4 separate regions of the Mus musculus genome follow, and regions 1, 2 and 4 are each linked to region 3. The links are chromatin contacts, called in public promoter capture Hi-C maps. All regions are on one chromosome and are shown on one strand. The core of a region is the stretch at or near the end of the contact, and the rest is flanking DNA. Distances in the headings are between cores, read along the strand shown.

What was found. Promoter capture Hi-C pulls out the DNA fragments that hold promoters and counts their contacts.
Region 1: a contact with region 3 is called in a promoter capture Hi-C map of pre-B cells. The contact joins the promoter of Ift52 here to the promoter of Chd6 in region 3. A contact is called at or near these places in 5 of 39 promoter capture datasets (the 3T3-L1 cell line, the C10 cell line, cranial neural crest and 2 more), 5 of 115 datasets of contacts at active chromatin or transcription factors (astrocytes, embryonic stem cells, forebrain and 2 more) and 1 of 9 other capture datasets (adipose tissue).
Region 2: a promoter capture Hi-C map of stem cell-derived epiblast-like cells shows a contact between it and region 3, with 4 times the contacts expected there. The contact joins the promoter of Ptprtos here to the promoter of Chd6 in region 3. A contact is called at or near these places in 2 of 39 promoter capture datasets (embryonic stem cells and stem cell-derived epiblast-like cells) and 1 of 115 datasets of contacts at active chromatin or transcription factors (embryonic stem cells).
Region 4: a contact with region 3 is called in a promoter capture Hi-C map of second pharyngeal arch cranial neural crest, with 5 times the contacts expected there. The contact joins the enhancer-like site here to the promoter of Chd6 in region 3. A contact is called at or near these places in 5 of 39 promoter capture datasets (the C10 cell line, embryonic stem cells, hippocampal neurons and 2 more) and 4 of 115 datasets of contacts at active chromatin or transcription factors (astrocytes, embryonic stem cells, large pre-B cells and 1 more).

What each region holds. Positions count from the first base shown.
Region 1 is chr2:163,014,828-163,018,874 of GRCm38.p6, forward strand. Ift52 (intraflagellar transport 52) reads left to right here and starts at 2,526. Exons shown (of 13, transcript NM_172150.5): 1 at 2,526-2,706.
Region 2 is chr2:162,387,712-162,392,216 of GRCm38.p6, forward strand. It overlaps Ptprtos (protein tyrosine phosphatase, receptor type T, opposite strand), which reads left to right and starts at 3,102. Exons shown (of 3, transcript NR_040617.1): 1 at 3,102-3,127; 2 at 3,588-3,688. All of the region lies in intron 1 of Ptprt (protein tyrosine phosphatase, receptor type, T), which reads right to left.
Region 3 is chr2:161,107,616-161,111,867 of GRCm38.p6, forward strand. Chd6 (chromodomain helicase DNA binding protein 6) reads right to left here and starts at 1,471. Exons shown (of 37, transcript NM_173368.3): 1 at 1,374-1,471.
Region 4 is chr2:162,865,513-162,869,779 of GRCm38.p6, forward strand. No RefSeq gene overlaps it. Among named protein-coding and RNA genes, the nearest start is that of Srsf6, 64 kb to the right of the region's middle. Within about 2 kb of position 1,714, at least 8 of the 459 cell types and tissues checked have an H3K27ac peak or open chromatin away from gene starts, as enhancers often do. A contact at or near this core is called in second pharyngeal arch cranial neural crest, where this site is marked.

The sequences.
Region 1 (4,047 bases), core at 1,276-3,775, 1.9 Mb after region 3:
GCAGTCAGGGAGATACAATGTGACCATATCTCAAAAATAAAAGTCTCTTAGAATAAAGCAAGAATTGTCTAGAATGAACCAGAAAGTGATCTAGAAGGGTCTTGACGAGACCTTCCCTCCTGATCTGGACCTGGTTATCAAGTTCATGTGCTTTACCGTAAGGACAGAGCTGATCTTGGAGGCCAGTATTCTGGCTAGCTATTAGGCTGTAGGTGTTCAGAATTCATCATTTCAGAAGGTAATGCTGACTAGCCAGACGTGGGCATGTGATGCATGTTCAAGACACTGCCCATGCGCTGTAGATTATTCTGTTTTACTTTAGTTTCTTTCCCACAAACTCCTGGCACACACTTCAGGGTAGCCTCATTAGCTGGCTGGTTTGGGGACAATGGGAGGACTTTTCTTTGAATCAGTGTATGCTGGTGATTTTTACTGACTTTCCCTCTATATTTGGTCCCACTCCTTTCCTCTCAGTTTTGTCCCCTTTGTCCCTTGCCCTAGGAATGAAGAGGGGAGGCAGGGCTCAGGGCTGGGACACATTAAAAACCAAAGAGAACACCTGCAACACTGTTCTATTGGAGATCAAAGCTCAGTCAAGAATTACTATTAAGCTTTGATACGGAAAGAAACTGGTTCTTATCTTTCCTAGTGTGGGTTAACTGCTAGAGGTGAGACACAAGGAGAGGACAAATCTTCCCTCTTACAGGAGGGTGACTGTCCGAAACCTGAACATGCTGCCAGAAGTCCACAATCAGCTGTTCTAAGATTGTAAAGTCACAGAATGCTTCACCAAGATAGAAAATGAACAAGTATACTATGAAACTGACATATATATATATATATATATATATACATATATATATATATATATATATGAATATCCCATTTCAAAATTTGTATTGATGGGGGCTGAAGAGATGGCTCAGAGGTTAAGAGCACTGGCTGCTCTTCCAGAGATCCTGCGTTCAATTCCCAGTAACCACATGGTAGGTCATAACAATATATAATGAGGTCTGGTACCCTCTTCTGGTGTGCAGTCATACATGTAGGCAGAACACTGTATACATAGTGTTCTAAAATATATCCTTTTGAAATTCGTATTTGGCCAGGCGATGGTGGCGCACACCTCCCAGCACTTGGGAGGCAGAGGTAGGCAGATTTCTGAGTCTGAGGCCAGCGTGGTCTACAAAGTGAGTTCCAGGACAGCCAGGGCTACACAGAGAAACCCTGTCTTGAAAAAAAACAAACAGAGCAAGAGAGAGAGAGAGAGAGAGAGAGAGAGAGAGAGAGAGAGAGAGAGATTGAGATTCATATTTGTATGTGTGTGTGTGCGCGCGCGCATAAACATGCCACAGAATACTTGTAGAGGTCAAGAGGACAATTTACAGAAATCGGTTCTCTACTTCGATTATGTGGGACTCGGGGATTTAACTCAGGATGTCAGGCTCAGCCTTTTTACCTGCTGAGCCATCTCAATTCAATCCATAATCCTCATAATAAACCTTTAGAATCTATCCTCAATTTACACGTAGAAAATGCTCCAATTAAGCAGCATGTTCAAGTTCACCAGATACAAGTCATTTCTCAGACACCGGACTTCGGAGCAGCTGACTCTAAAACCCTCAAGCTCCTTCTGCAACTTGGTACAGTGAGAGAACTGCTCCAGGAGCTGCTCCCGGTCTGGTGTCCTGGCACTTCTAGTACACTTACAGTACCGAATGATCCCGTGACTTGCCCAAGTCCAGATCCTGATCATTTGCATCCTTAATTGCACACTTGATCATTTGCATCCTTAATTGCACACTCTATTCAATTCTGCAGCACTCCACTAGAAAAGTTTCCTGGCTGAGACTTAACTCAATGGTACAGCTCACGATGTGGAAGGCTCTGGATTTGATCTTCAGTGGGAGAGAAGAGATCGTTCTCTTTCACACTCTTTCCCACTTTCTAAAATCGTCATAACCACAGTCGTGAAAAGTGCCTTAAAACTTGTGTATTTTAATATCCTTAACGCATACTGCTCTGTATTAAGACATAGATGAAAATAAAAACTGCTGAGCTTCCTACATGTGCCTGCTCCAAGTTTTGAGGCTGCAGAGGCTTTGACTACAAAGCCACAGACAGCCCTCTCTCAGTGAAGCCTCTGCGGAAGCAAGCGTGTTTCCCGTTTCCATGGCAACCGTTGGCCCAAGCCAGTACCTCTTCCCGAAACGCTTCCCCAGCTCCACAATAGTACTACATCTCCGGCGCGTCACCACTCCCTACCCCAGCTTCTACTTCTAAATTTTGGTAAGACCTGGCATTTTAGGTCTCCTGATCGCTACCCGGCAAGAGCCTGCCCGGAACCTGCGTCCAGGCCAGGCCGGGGCGTGGCTTGCCGCAGCAGTCCCCGCCCATAGGCAGGCCGGAATTCCCGGCCTGGGGACCTACCATCTTATTGGTCTTTAATAGCAGTTGCTAGCAAATGAACAATATAGGTTCCCTATTAAAAAGTGACTCCTTCAGTTTGGATACAGTCTTTACCGGGAAACGGGCCAGCCCAGCGCTAGCCCCGAACCCCTACCCAACAGCCCCCAGCGTCCGCAGCCACCAGACACAGCACGTCTGTCGCGCTGTCGTCATCACGCCACGACGGAAGTCACTCGGGGCCCGGAGCCACGCCTTCTCGGCGCGCGGCCTTGGATACCTGGCGGCCTCTGGCCTCAGGTAAGGAGAGGTCGGGTTGTGCGGGCCGCCAGGTCGTTGGTCTGGCTGGAGACGATGACGGCCTCGCCATGCCGCTCTGGAGACCCCTAGGCCAGCCTTGTGGGAATCCCGAGGTCGGCAGAGGTAAACTGAGGACGCGGAAGTGGGCTGGGAACTGGTCCTGGCGATGATGTAGAATTTCTAGCTCCTCGGACTGCGCGGATTTGTCGTAGTCCTGTAGAATATGAAAAAACCTAGGATGGGGAGCCATCAAATCAGACTCAGCTATCGTTGCAACCACGCTTGGTGTTTTTCGTCACTTTGGCAAAATTTAGTATACCATGTTAGATTATTGAAGAAAAAATAAGAGAATGGTTGGGCAGTGCTACCCAAATATTGTTTCAATATTCTTATTATTACCGATTTTTAAACCTTATCCTATTCTTAGGGAAACTCATTTCTAATTCTAATAGGACAGGACCCCAGATCTACTGCTCCTTCAGAAGGAGGTGGTGGGGTTAAACTACAGTAAACTGTTACCTCGAAGTGTATTCTTCCGTTAAGAGCAATTCAGTACTCAGAGAAGGGTATTCACTTTTCCCAGAAATCTGCTCCCACCCCAAATACGTCTCAAAAGCAGAAAAATATAAATCTCAGTACTGTGATGTTTGGGTTCTTTGTGGCACCGTGTAGTAATAGGTCAATATCACTAACATGATCGTTGTGACGTTCTAATCAGGAAACTGGAGAAGGCAGAGTACAGCATTGTAGGTACACAAAATGAAAACAAGCATGTTCAAGTACAGCTCTGTTAGCCGGCTGTGATGGCACACACCTTTAACCCCAGCTTGGTCTACAGAGAGAGTGACAGTGCTACACAGGAGGAACACTGTCTCGAAAAACCATAAATAAATAAACAAAGAAAGAAAGAAAACCGGCTGGTGAGATGGCTCAGTGGGTAAGAGCACCTGACTGCTCTTCCGAAGGTCCAGAGTTCAAATCCCAGCAACCACATGGTGGCTCACAACCATCCGTAACAAGATCTGACTCCCTCTTCTGGTGTGTCTGAAGACAGCTACAGTGTATTTACATATAATAAATAAATAAATCTTTAAAAAAAAAAAAGAAAGAAAACAAGCAAAAAAATAGCCGTGTCATGTGAAGTCAACATGACAAAATGTTTTCAATTTCATTGAAGGGGTTAAGGCTGCAGCTTAGTTAATAGACTGCCTGCATGAGACCCTGGGTGTCTGCCTGGTCCTCAGAACAGGGAAAAAAAAAAAAAAGTCATTTGAGAGGCAGCGGCATGGCGGCAATGTGCCTGTAATCCCAGCACCCAGGAAACTAAGGCAAGACATTAAA
Region 2 (4,505 bases), core at 1,852-4,351, 1.3 Mb after region 3:
TTGATAAGATTGAGTGTGTTCAGAGTAAGAAGGCTGAGGGCTGTTCACAAGTATCAAAGTGGGGCTGCATATTTTGTTATATTTAACATCAGAAAGTTGTACATATGTTATATAGGAGCATCCTACATACGCTTATTGTTTTGTTTTTATTCTAAATGAAAAGAAATGAGGTTGGGTTTTTTTTTTTAATTGCAGGTAATCTGGGGAAGAATGAAGAACACAACAATCTCCTTCTAATTCATTTCTGTAGACATTTACCTGGGTCACATTTGTTATGTTGAATATTTTTCTAGTTACAGATATATACATTTATTTTCTTAAAAGTACTAGAAGCATGGTGGCTATAGAGGCCTCCACCTAACCAGCTTTTATAGTACATTTTATATCAGGAGTATTTTGCCATTTTACTATCCAAAAGGTGAATGTTAATGCCTGACATAATCTTATATGCCCTTGATAATTCATATCTCTTATTATTTCTTGTTGTTTGCATATTTTACTACTCCTAAAGCAAGAAAATAAACCTTAAGGCATCTCTATATTCTTTGCCTCAGGATAACTTTCTGAACATTGGAGTTCTAGGGATGGAGGATCTGTATTATAATTATATATGTATATACATATTCAAATCACCTTCAAGAACTGTTATTACAATTAACAAAACTTATAATATGGAATATTGTTCAACTCCCTTGCAATCTCACCATCACTGAAAATCATCATTATTTTTAATCTTTGTCATTTTAATTGGCGAACTGCAGAGGCCCTTTGTTTCACTTTTTATTTGAATATTAGCTTGAATGCTCTTCATAAGTTAACCAACCATTAATATTTCTTCATTCATAAATTATCAACTTATGCCCTTTGGTCATTTGTGATTGGGCTGTTTATTCTAATTTGTGTTATTATACAGTAAAAATATTAATCTATTTAACATATTCTCACTTACAAGTATTCCTCTGACTCTTTCTATTCTCTGAATTATTTTTGATATACATGAACTATAGAATATAAAAACAAAATCTAGAAATCACATTCCTACTTTTTTACATATTTCCCACATAGAATTTTTTTCTACATAGGATATCTATATAAGTATTTGGTGCCACAGAAAAAAATTAATACTTATGTGTATCATCTTTTGGTTCTCTTATTAAGCTATAGGTACATTTAAATATTCAATTCATCCAGGGAAAACTACAGAGGATGATGCACCTATTAATCTAACTGTATTTTATACTTAAAAATTATTTATTATTTTACATGAGTATGCATGAGTATAAGTGTGTGTACCACATGCATACAGGAACTCGAGGAGGCCAGAAAAGGGTACTAAATTCCCTGGAACTATAGTTACTGGCAGTTGTGAGCCACTGTGCTGAGAACTAGGTGCTGGGAACTAAACCCAGGTCCTCTGAAAGGACAGCAAGTACTCTTAACTGTTGAAGCATCTCTCCGGCTCCTGCGTTTTACTTTTAAAAGTGATATTTATGGGTCTGACTATGACACAGCTAGTGATGTTAGATAATTGCTGAGAAAGCAGATTGATCCGATTAAAGCCCTGTTCCACCTCTTATTGGTTTATCAGCTTTTGGCTAGCATGATAAACCTCCCTGCCTGAGTTTCAAAATAGTGTCTGACACACAGTGTCAGTGAAGTGTTAGAAGTCGTATCTGTGCCCCATGGCTGCTACAGAAAAGCACCACATGCCAAGTGGCTTAAGCAAAAGGTCTTGCCTAGCAGTTCTGAGGTCAAAAGTTGGAAATGAATGGGTGGTCAGTACTGGGTCCTTCTAGGGCTCTCAGCTCCAAGAGATTTGCTGCTGCTCTTGGTACTCCCTGGCTTACAGATATGCCTCCATGATCCCCAACTCTATCTTAGCAGGACATTCCTTCATGTATACACGTAGTATCTTTCCCCTCCCTGCACCTACCCTTTTCCTTCTCATGGGACACCTGTCATACTAGATTGGAGTGCATCTCAGTGACCTGACTTTTGGCAGAGTTAGTACCTCAACATGCATTCTTTTGGGAGATACAATTTAATATATAACATCCCTTACATCTTTTCATGTGAGTTATGGGGCTCTCAGACAATGCTAGCAGTGGCTTTAATCAAGGTGCCCCTGTACCGTTTATGGCAAATTGTAAAACAAGGTTTAGAGAATTATTTGTTGAGCATGGCAAGACCTCATCTCATGATCCCTAGGGATATTAGTCTACTGGCTGGCTTTTAAGTCACAGTAAGAACTGGATCTTATCGAGTGACTTTTTGAGGTTATTGGGTTATTCATATAGTAATTGTTCAAGTCCATTTTACCAATTCTATTGCAAGGAGGTATATTGTCCCTTTAACATACCACTAGCACAGACATGTGACTACTGTTCTTTTGCTCTATTTTCTTGCAGATGGCTGCATCCATCTTCATTCTTCAAAGGGTCCTAAACATTCTTGACAAATTTCACAACCAACACAAGACAACATTGTCGTTGTTTTCTTGGAAAGGGGAGTGATGGGTTCACCCTTGGCAGAGCCTTCATTCATAGTATCTGCTAGAAGTGTAAGCCACAGGATGGTGATTTTCTACTTCATAACCTGCTCATTTCAATTTTATTTCCTTCTACATTATATTCTGGTCATAGTGCCTCATTTCAAGAAAGCATGGATGACAGGTTACCTATGCAAAAACGCCCCTTTCTTAGAAGCCAGAGTCCATTAAGCACGCCAAGATAAGATTCTTGGTCTCCATGATTCTTGACTCCTTAGAACATGAGTTTTAAAGAACCAAACACATGTGCTTCTATACAATGGAAAAACACTTCCCAATAAAAATGACTGGACCATTGATACACACACAGTAACAAAAACAGTTAACAAATGCTTTCTGGTCACTAGAAGTGAAAGCCAATGTTGTGGATGGGTCCTGTGCTGTTTGTATGCTAATTCTGCTCTGCTGGGAGGGGTTGTAGACAAGGAGTGAGTCATATTCAGGTGACTTCTTGTGAACCAATCCCCTCATGAATAAAGGAGTCAATCACTTGGTGAGTAGGCAGGACTTCCAGGTTGGACAGAGGAAGAGAGGAAGCAGGAGAGAGCTAGGCCCTTTTGGAATGGGGACAGCAGAGGGGTAAGATGTAGCTGCTAGAGCTTCCTGGTATCATGGTAGATCTGCAATGATTCGCCATTGGAGGAATCAGATTTTAATAAGGCTTACAAGATTAGGATTTTAGTTGTTGTGCTCAGCGATTGAGTTACCATTGTTTCTGAACTAAGTTTGTGTTGCATTTTCCTTCATACGACGGCTCGTCTGAGTTCAAAAGAGAAAGGTACAGCAACAAAGTGTGGATTTGCCAGATGTGTGCCACAAAGGCTGTGGGAGATTTGAAGCATGGGTTTGGCATGGTAACAACCTACCAGAGGAAACTTAGTGAGCTGGGTAGAGAGATCTTGGAGTTCTGAGTCAGAGTCTCCACAAGATAAAAACAGGTTGGTCATTGCCCACCAGTGCATGGCCAGCCAGTCCGCTGGGGCAAATGCACAAGTTCAGGAATGTGTGCCTGTTCTCATTTTTAAATATTTCCCACAAGGCCAATGGATAACAAAACACCTGCCTTCCTGCATCTGATTCTCTGTGCCTGTGAAAATGACGGGAAGGCACCAACATATCCATGGTGAACAGGAGCTGAAGGTAAGGAGAGGTTTTCTTACCTACGCAATACCACGAGGCAATCTGCTCAATAATGGGGGGAAATCCTAATGACACACCTAAGGGGTAAATGGATTGTGTATGAGTGAATGATCAACCACAAGGTGATAATCACAGGTGCTTTTTAACCTCCTTAGTATAAATTTGAAACCTTAACATAAAGTTAAAAAAATTATAATAAAAAACACAGAGCCACCTAATTTGTGTGAGGCAGAAGCCTTGAAAACATGGCCCTAGGGCACCTTTTCCCTCTCTAATTATCTGAACCCCTAGCCCTCCCTAAATGGCCTACTTCACAAATATGCAATCCCATGACTTAATAAACTGAGAGATAACGGGGGGGAAAGAGATACAATTAAGGAAAAGAGGCAACCCAAACTTTGGCCATTGGAGTGAAATGGCTGTGCTAATATCTTTGTTAATGTCTCATGGTCAGAGGAAAGAGAAAACGGCTCCCAGAATTACCGCCTTTGCCATTTTAGGGCCTCTCTGGGAGGCCAGCTGTACTACACAATGTGCTTGGAAACCCGAGCTTCCATTACGAAGTCTGAGCTTATGGTTCAGCTTAGAGGCCCCTGCAGAAAGATCACTCAGTCTCTTGGAAAGAGTTCTCAAACCTGGCAGGGCTACAAGAAAGGGCTGGGGAGTCCCTGCCCTGACAGTAGTTGGCTTGGCTTGAAAGTCCTCTGTGAGCTGCATCCTAATGCACACAAAAGCTTTGTGTTGGTTTCCCAGCTTTGCCCTATGCCAGGGCAGGCTGTCCAGTGAAGCAACCTGCATCTATCTGCAGAGTGGACCA
Region 3 (4,252 bases), core at 221-2,720:
CAGATCCCCATGGAGTATGCCAATATGAGGGCCTACTGGCATGGTATTCTTATATACCATTTGGGAAATAATCAAATCCTAGGCAAAATATTTCAGACACTCTTGAAAACTGTCAATATTTAAAATATCTATTTTCTCTGTTCATGGATCTGTTACAGCAGAAATGAACAGTTTCTTGAGGGGTGGCAAAAAAGGCACAAACAAGCCCCGGAGAAAGATGCTCAGAGATGCCAGAGACTCTCTAGAAACCTTGGCCAGATTACTAATGGTCTATAAAGCCTAATTTGGAGAACACGGGCCTACGAGCTCAAAATTGAATTATACTGCCTTATTAGATCCCACACTCGTGAAACCACAGTCATATTAGTCATAACTGAAACTAGGAATACTCTATGTACACAAATATAAAGTGCATGCTTATGCATTTTTAATTGGATCAAATAAAACTGAAGCTGCAAACAAACTCACATTTCAATTATCTCACTAGTGCGGGGATTTCCTAATAACCTCGTTTTAAAACCCAAGGAGCTGCCAACCCCTCTCCACATCTGACAGGCATGGTCCCTGGAAATTTTAGGAAGGACATTCCTCCGTTACTTCTCAACAGAGAAGAGAAATAAATACCCTGAAGGAAACAGATTTTTTTCTTTTTTTTTTTTTCATATTCCCTCTCTCTAATTTCTTTGCAAGCTCTAACATGCAATCTAATAACGCACCAAACTTGGCAGCGGGGTAGCTTGGTGGCTTGGAGTCTTGAGGGCTCAAATTTTCGGGGGCGAGTGCGCGTTAGTGCGTGAGGAGCCGGCCGGAGGGGCGCGCGACCCGGGGACGCGCCGGGGCCCCCGCCCCCTCCCGGAGCAGCAGCCTGGCACCGGCCCACCCTCCTCCACCCCTGCAAACAGACGCAGGACGCGGAGCGGAGCAACTTCTCCGCGGGGGCGGTAGCGGCTGGCGGGCGCGGGGGTGGCCCTCACGCGCCGTGGGCCGCCGGGGTCCCCTGGGAAGCCTTGGCAGGCCCCGCCCCGCCGCAAAGGCCCGCGCTTGGGGTCTGAAGCAGGACCCCAAGCCTGGGCGCGTGGCCCCGCAGTGGCGCTCTCCCAAGGACGGAGGGCGGGCGGCCAGAGCGCGCGGCAGCCGGGAGGGGCGGACGCCAAACCCCTCGCCTCAGGCCTCGGGGCCCTCGGCCTGGCCGAACGCCCGCGGCCGCGCTCGGACCCCTGCCCGGCCGGGCCTCGCGCCGCCGCGGCCCCTCAGCCCCGCTCCATTCATAGGGCAGCCCCATCCCGGCCAGCGGGGCGGAGACAGGGTCCCCGCGGGCAAGCCCAGCTTGTCGGGGCCAGGCAGGAAAATAAAAAGTTAAGAGAAGAACTTACCTAAAATGGCTCCTGCAGCAGCCAAAATACAAACAGCTATTATTTGGTGAAGTTTAGCTCAGACACCCTGCAAGGACACCCTAACCCAGCTTGGGCCCGCCTTCCCTGCCGCGCTATTGGGTTTCGCCTGCCCAAAACACAGGTTCATTGGTCGTGTGGGCTGCCGATCAGACAGAAGCCCGTTTCAAGCTTGCTTGCAGGAGCGAGTGATGGGCTTGCTCCATTGTGCTCGTATTTGCATGGATGTGATCGCAGCGGTGATTGGTCGATGTCGGAGCCGCTCCGCCTCCCAGCCTAGATCTCCCCGCCTTGCAGACAGCGCAGCTCCCGGCCCGCCCCCCCGGAATGAAGCGGCCGGGCCGCGGGGGCGGGGCGGGGCTGGGGTCCCGCAGGCGGAGGGGGCGGGGCGGGGTGCTGCGCTCTGTTTTGCAAGCAGGGGGCGAGGACCTGGGCGCTGGCCCGCGGCTGGGGCTCAACCTGCAGGTGGAGGTCTCGCAGGTAGTGGGCAAGCAAGCTGGAAAACCCGGGATTGGCTCTCCGGAGGTGGGAGAAGATGTACTGGGGTCCCACGACGTGAGCGCCCCGCCGGCGCCCAGATCCTGCAACGCGCACTCGAGGAGAGGTGAAGGTCCCAACGGACAGGAAAAAGAAGATGCTGAGAGGCCGAGGGAAGCGAGGAGCCGGGTCGTCAGTCTCCAGCTGCTTATACTGCAGATCCGCCTGGCTCCCTAGCATACTAGGAACGTCTTCCCAGGGCCCTGCACACCCCGGGAGTTTTCCAGCCCTGAGGATCCTGCAGCGCATTGGATATGCTTCAGTAACATCAGGAGTGGAACCATGGTGTGTTTATTTTCGGGCCTATCTCCACTACCATCCTTGTAGCATCCTCAAGGACAGGGCCTAGCATATGACAGAGATTCAACCAATTGTTGTCTTCCGTAATTCGTTTTTTAGCAGCTAATTTTTAAGTGCCCACTAAATACCTGACATTGATCTGAGACGGAGGATGTAGCGGTCAATAGGACAAAGCCCTTGCACTCACCGAACAGGCAAAGGAAAAGCAATAAATAAAATAAATAAATGAACACAGAGGCAGGTAGTGATAAATGCCATAAAGAAAACAGATGGCGGGAGGAAGGACATCAGACCAGAGATGGGGGAGGAACAATTAGGGCAAGGAGGAATTTAGAGCCTATCCTGCCTAGCTAAATATTCCTCATAGCATCCTCCCTACTCTGGGACCTGGTGATCACTTTTCCTCTTCACTCCTGCCTGTCCCATCTGGAGTGTTTCCCCAGTGAATACTTAAATAAAAGAAGAAGAAAAAAAAGTCCAAAACTGGCTGGACTCTGACTTTAAAAGCTCACTTTATCTTAATTAAAGCAGGAATGATCTGAGTCTGATGACTCCAAGAGCAGTTTGTCAGAATTGTTTAGGATGAGGGTGGTATGAGTGTGTCAAGGGTAATCACAATGTTAACAGAGCCTTCCTGTACTCCCTAAGAGAATATGTTTAGCTTCTTAGAAGTCCTGGTTGTCTTATGTCTTTCAGCCAATGGCCCTAATTCTCTTCTGGGTCCTGCTTCTTGTACTAGCTAGTTTTATGCCAACTTGACACAAACTAGAGTCATCAGAGGAGGGAGCCTTGATCAGACTATAGGTAAGCCAGTAGGGCATATTTTTAAATGATTCATGGGGGAGGGCCCAGCCCATTGTGGGCAGTGCCACTCCTAGGCTGGTGGTCCTGGGATCTATAAGAAAACAAGCTGACCAAGTCATAAGGAGCAAGCTAGTAAGCAGCACCCGTCCATGGCCTCTCTATCAGCCCCTGCCTTCTGATTCCTACCCCTTGTGAGTTCCTGCCCTCTCTGCTTTTGGTGAGAAGTGTTACATGGGGCTGTGAGAAACAAAACCCTTTCCTCCTCAAGTTGCTTTTGATCATGGTGTTTCATCACAGTAACAGTAATCCTAGCTAAGGCACTTCTTCATTTCTTGGACTACCCCAGTAATTTGTCTAGTTTGAAAGTGCACATCACATAGCTGTCTCACCTGCCACCTTTTTCCATTTGTTTCAAGGATGGCCACAATGTGTCACAGCCCAAACTTTCTCCTCTTTCCATCTTTCCTTAGCTATTAAGTATCAGCTATGTCTGTAGGTATTGTTTTTATAGATACAAAGATAGAGTATTAAGGCAGACAGCATCCTGGTTCAAAGGGAGGCTTGCAGTCTGGAGACAAGACAGAGAGAAGTACATCCCAAGAATCGCCAATCCTGCCAAGCTGGTAGCTAACTGTCCTTGCTCTGGCCTCTTAAGAGATAGCTTACTTACCTTCCTATCCAGTTTCTGCAACAACTAATGGACCAGAAAGCTGGTAGTCAGACCCAGTCAGCCCAAATACCAGGATCAAGGGTTCTAGAGCTTTCAACAGTACTCAAGGGGGCTGACATCTATGAATTTATTCTGTCCGGGATGAGGCTGAGGAAATAAAAATTGGGCAGAGGAAGAAGCACCATTAAGCAGAGGCATAGAGACTAGAGAGATTGTTGGGGAAGGGCAGGAGCTGGACAGAACGGAAAGGTAGACTTGCCTTGCCTTGCCATTCTCAGAGGCAAGTCAATAGCATAAGACACAAAGACACAATGTGGGGTGGTCAGACAGGGAATCAATAGGAGTCCAGGATGGCTTCACAACCAAATAGAATAGAATGTGTGGGAGCAAAGGAAGTGCCTGAGGCTACATTCAGAAGACAAGATACTGCAGGCCCAGCCATGAAAGAATAGGTCTGCAGAATTGAGAAGCCGACTCTTCAGCACTTTGAAAGCAGCTAGGGCCCTACAGGGCAGCACTCTGGGAAGAGGCAGCAGCTAAGCTGCATTTT
Region 4 (4,267 bases), core at 464-2,963, 1.8 Mb after region 3:
CACATACATGCACCTGCACACGTGTGTACACATGTGATCATGCACACACATGCACAGATGTGTACACATGTGAACCTGCACGCACACACATGCATACACATACATGCACCCACACACACATGTATCTTCACACACATGCACCTGCACACACTGGAACTGAGAGGGGGCAAAGACAGAGGAAGTAAGGAAAGAGTAAAAAAAAGATTGGGGTAAGAAAGGAGAAAAAGATTGATCAAATGAACAAGAGATGCCCAACATAGCATGTGTCATGCAATAAAGGCAGCCAGTGAAAGTGATAATGTGTCACTATATCCACTGACATGAAAATGTGCCTAATAAAATTGATTGTCTATTTATAAGTTCATCTGTGTATTTATACCCAAAACGATGCTCACCAAATGAGCAGAGTCTTTATCCTGGAACTCACTCTGTAGACCAGGCTGGCCTCAAACTCAGAAATCTGCCTTCCTCTGCCTCCCAAGTGCTGGGATTAAAGGTGTGTGCCACCACTGCCCAGCTTCAAGCTCTTTTAAGATGAGAAAAATTCTCTTGATAAAACATCAAGTGAGGGCTCAGCAGAACGGGTAAAGCGCTTCCTGTGCAAGCAGATCCCTATGACCCTGTCAAAAGCCAAGCACAGTGGAGCATGCTGGTAACCTTAGCTAAGAGGAGGGAGAGAGGCAGGAGGGCCCCAGAGGCTCACTAGCCAGCCAGTCTAGCCAGTTAGTGTGCTCTGGATTCAAAAACTAAGATGAAAGGGCAATAGAGAAAGACACCAACACTGTGCCTGTAAGAGTGTACATGCACACCACAAAGAATCAAAAATAAAGTTTTTTATTTTCATTTGAAAAGTCCAGGGCTGGCTAGATGGCTCAGCGGGTAAGAGCACTGACTGCTCTTCCAAATGTCCTGAGTTCAAATCCCAGCAACCACATGGTGGCTAACAACTACCTGGAATGAGATCTGGTGCCCTCTTCTGGTGTGTCAGAAGAAAGCTACAGTGTACTTAGGTATAATAATAAATAAATCTTTTGGTCAGAGCGAGCAGGGACTGAGCGAGCAGAGTTAACCGGAGTGAGCAGAGGTCCTAAAAATTCAATTCCCAACATCCACATAAAGGCTCACAACCATCTGCACAGCTACAGTGTACTCACAAACGTAAAATAAAATAAATAAATATTTTTTTAATCCTAAGATTGGAGGGACACCTACTGTGCATCAATAGCCACAGTTCTGAGGCTCAAAGATCATAAGCTCACCTGACTGTGCCTCCTCCTAAGTCCTTGTCCCCCTCCCCCAAACCCATTAGCTCTGGGCAGTACAGTGGAAAAGCCAGAAGACTCACAGGGCTGTCCACTCTTGACACAAGGCTGAGCGGACTGGAACCAGAAATTCTTATTTTATTAATTGAGGGGAAATGAATGGAAGTAAATTGGATCGTGCCTCGTGGCTCCTGTACTTAAAAGCATCCTTTCTGATGTAAACAAGGTTTTTTTGTGCTAAGAAAAAAGAGCTCAGGGAATGATTTTTAAACAGCTAAATGAAAAGCTTGAGGGTTTTTTTTTTTTTTTTCTAATTTATTTGAAGAGAAAAGCCAAAAGCTGCCCCAGTGCCTGGCCCGTTTCCAGGCTAACGCTGTCCTCCATCCTCCTCGGATGAGCTCTCAATGCTCTATCCAAACTTGCTCGGCAGATGCATCAGGCTTTAGAACAAACTAAAGGATGCGTCTTCGTCTTTTTTTATTCAGCTTCTGAAAGTGAAGGGGGAGTCAGTGAACTCACACGTGTTCCAGAGCTAACTTCCTTAGACCCTGGCAGAAGGTACATCCTTAAGTGTGCAGATGTGCGCAGGCTTTTAAAGGAGGCCTTTCTGGATGGGGGGGGGGGGGGGGGGGGGGGCGGGGAGACCTTCCCCGTAATTTTTTGCTCAATTTGTTTTAAGTTGGTAATGAAATCTGTGATTCTGCGTTCTCTTTCTTGGGGGGAAAATGGAATTTTGATCCCTTTTAAAACTCTGAACGCGCCGGGATAATGGAGAAATCAGACTCAATAGAGCATTTCTTATCCATTTCGGAGCGCTCTGTAAACATGATGATGCGACGCTTTAGGAGCCTTTGAGACGTCTTTTGCTGTAAACACCACGGCAGCTCAGGTGGGTTCCTGGCTAATGGCTGACATTTTTGGTCAACACATCGCCTGTCTGCTCTTTTGAAATAAAGTTAGGAAGTTGATACCAACTTCATACAAAGAGCACCGGACTCCATCTGCCCTGGGAGAGAGCCTGCACACTAATCCTTCCTTCTCTCCCGGAGGAGGGAGGGAGCCCGGAGAGTGGGAGGAGGAGTTCCTTTATAGAGGCCTCACAGGTGCCAAAGGCAGCTACACGCAAAAGGGGGTTTGAATAAGTCTCTCCCTCCCTGTGATCCAGGAGTCAGAGATGGGAACAGAACACCTCTGCTCAGCCACAAAATCAATACAAACAAAACCCCGCACACTCATGTTTTATTCAGCACCTTAATGTGTATACTTTGTAGACTCCGCATTCAGAAATGCAGAAAAAGCTGATAAAAAAAAAATAATAATGATCCTCAAACCATAGCACCCAGAGACAGAGCTTACCTCTTTCTAGAGAGCATACTTAAAAATCTCTCACTGCACCAAGATTTCAGCTGGCCACAGTGTTGTCTCCCAGGGGAAACTGGGCAATGTCTGGAGATACATATATATATTTAACTGGTCCACTGGGAGGGTGCTGCTGCAATTCGGTGGGTAGAGGCCAGGTATGGCATTAACTACAAAGCCCCCTCTATGCCCATTGCAAAGTTTCTTTTTTTTATTAGATATTTTCTTTATTTACATTTCAAATGTTATCCCCTTTCCTAGTTTCCCCTCCGAAAACCCCCTATTCCCACCCCCTCCCCCTGCTCCCCAACCCACTCACTCCTACTTCATGGCCCTGGCATTCCTCTATACTGGGGCATAAAACCTTCACAGGACCAAGGGCCTCTCCTCCCATTGATGACCAACTAAGCCATCCTCTGCTACATATGCAGCTAGAGCCATGAGTCCCACAATGTGTTTTCTTTGATTAGTGGTTTAGTCCCAGGGAGTTCTGGGGATACTGGTTAGTTCATATTGTTGTTCCTCCTATGGGGCTGCAAACCCCTTCAGTTCCCTGGGTGCTTTCTCTAGCTCCTTCATTGGGAACCCTGTGCTTCGTTCAATAGATGGCTGTGAGCATCCACTTCTGTATTTGTCATGCACTGGCAGAGCCTCTCAGGAGACAGCTTTATCAGGCTCCTGTCAGCAAGCTCTTGTTGGCATCCACAATAGTGTCTGAGTTTGGTGGTTGTTTAATGGGATGGATCCCTAGGTGGGGCAGTCTCTGGATGGTCATTTGCTCCGAACTTTGGTTCTGTAACTCCTTCCATGGGTATTTTGTTCCCCCTTCTAAGAAGGATCGAAGTATACACACTTTGGTCTTCCATCTTCATGAGTTTCAAGTGTTTTGCAAATTGTATCTTGGGTATTCTGAGCTTCCGAGCTAATATCCACTTATCAGTGAGTGCATATCATATGTGTTGGTTGGACATCAAAGATTCTTGATGTCCAAATTCAGTGTAGGGCCAAGGACAAGAAACTCTGCCACAGACATAAGCTATGCAGAGCCATGGTACTTAAGGAATTGAGTCTACACTGTGCTGGCTGCTTGTCATCCTCAGAGGAACCGTGTCTGCAGTGGTCAGTCTCTGCCTGGTCCTTGGGGAGGGTTTCACTCTGCTTTTACACAACTCTGTAATCAAAGAGATTATTATAAATTCTACTGATGAAGGAACTGGGGTTCATAGGTGAAGTGTCTTATCTGAAGTTGTATAGCAGTTGACTGATGTGCTGAGACCAAGTTCACACCACTTGGAGAATCCCCAGCTTGGCCTTTCTTTCATCTGCCCGTCTGTTCCCTTTTAACTCAGGACCCACTTTACAAAGAATAATTAGGGATCACAGAGGAAGAGCCTGAGCCTGGTTTCTAGAATCTGAGGGAGGCAGGGCTTTGGTCTGCATCCACAGAGTATGAAGTACTTCATTGTGTATTCTTTTCAATACCAAAACTTACATTTCCAAGGCTAGGGAGACAGCACAGTCAATTAATTCTTTGCAAGTACAAGGACCTAAGTTCAATCCCTAGAAACTACATTCTGAAAACAAGATGTGAGGCTGGAGAGATAGCTCAAAGGTTAAGAGCAATACTGTTCATCCCAAAGACTCAA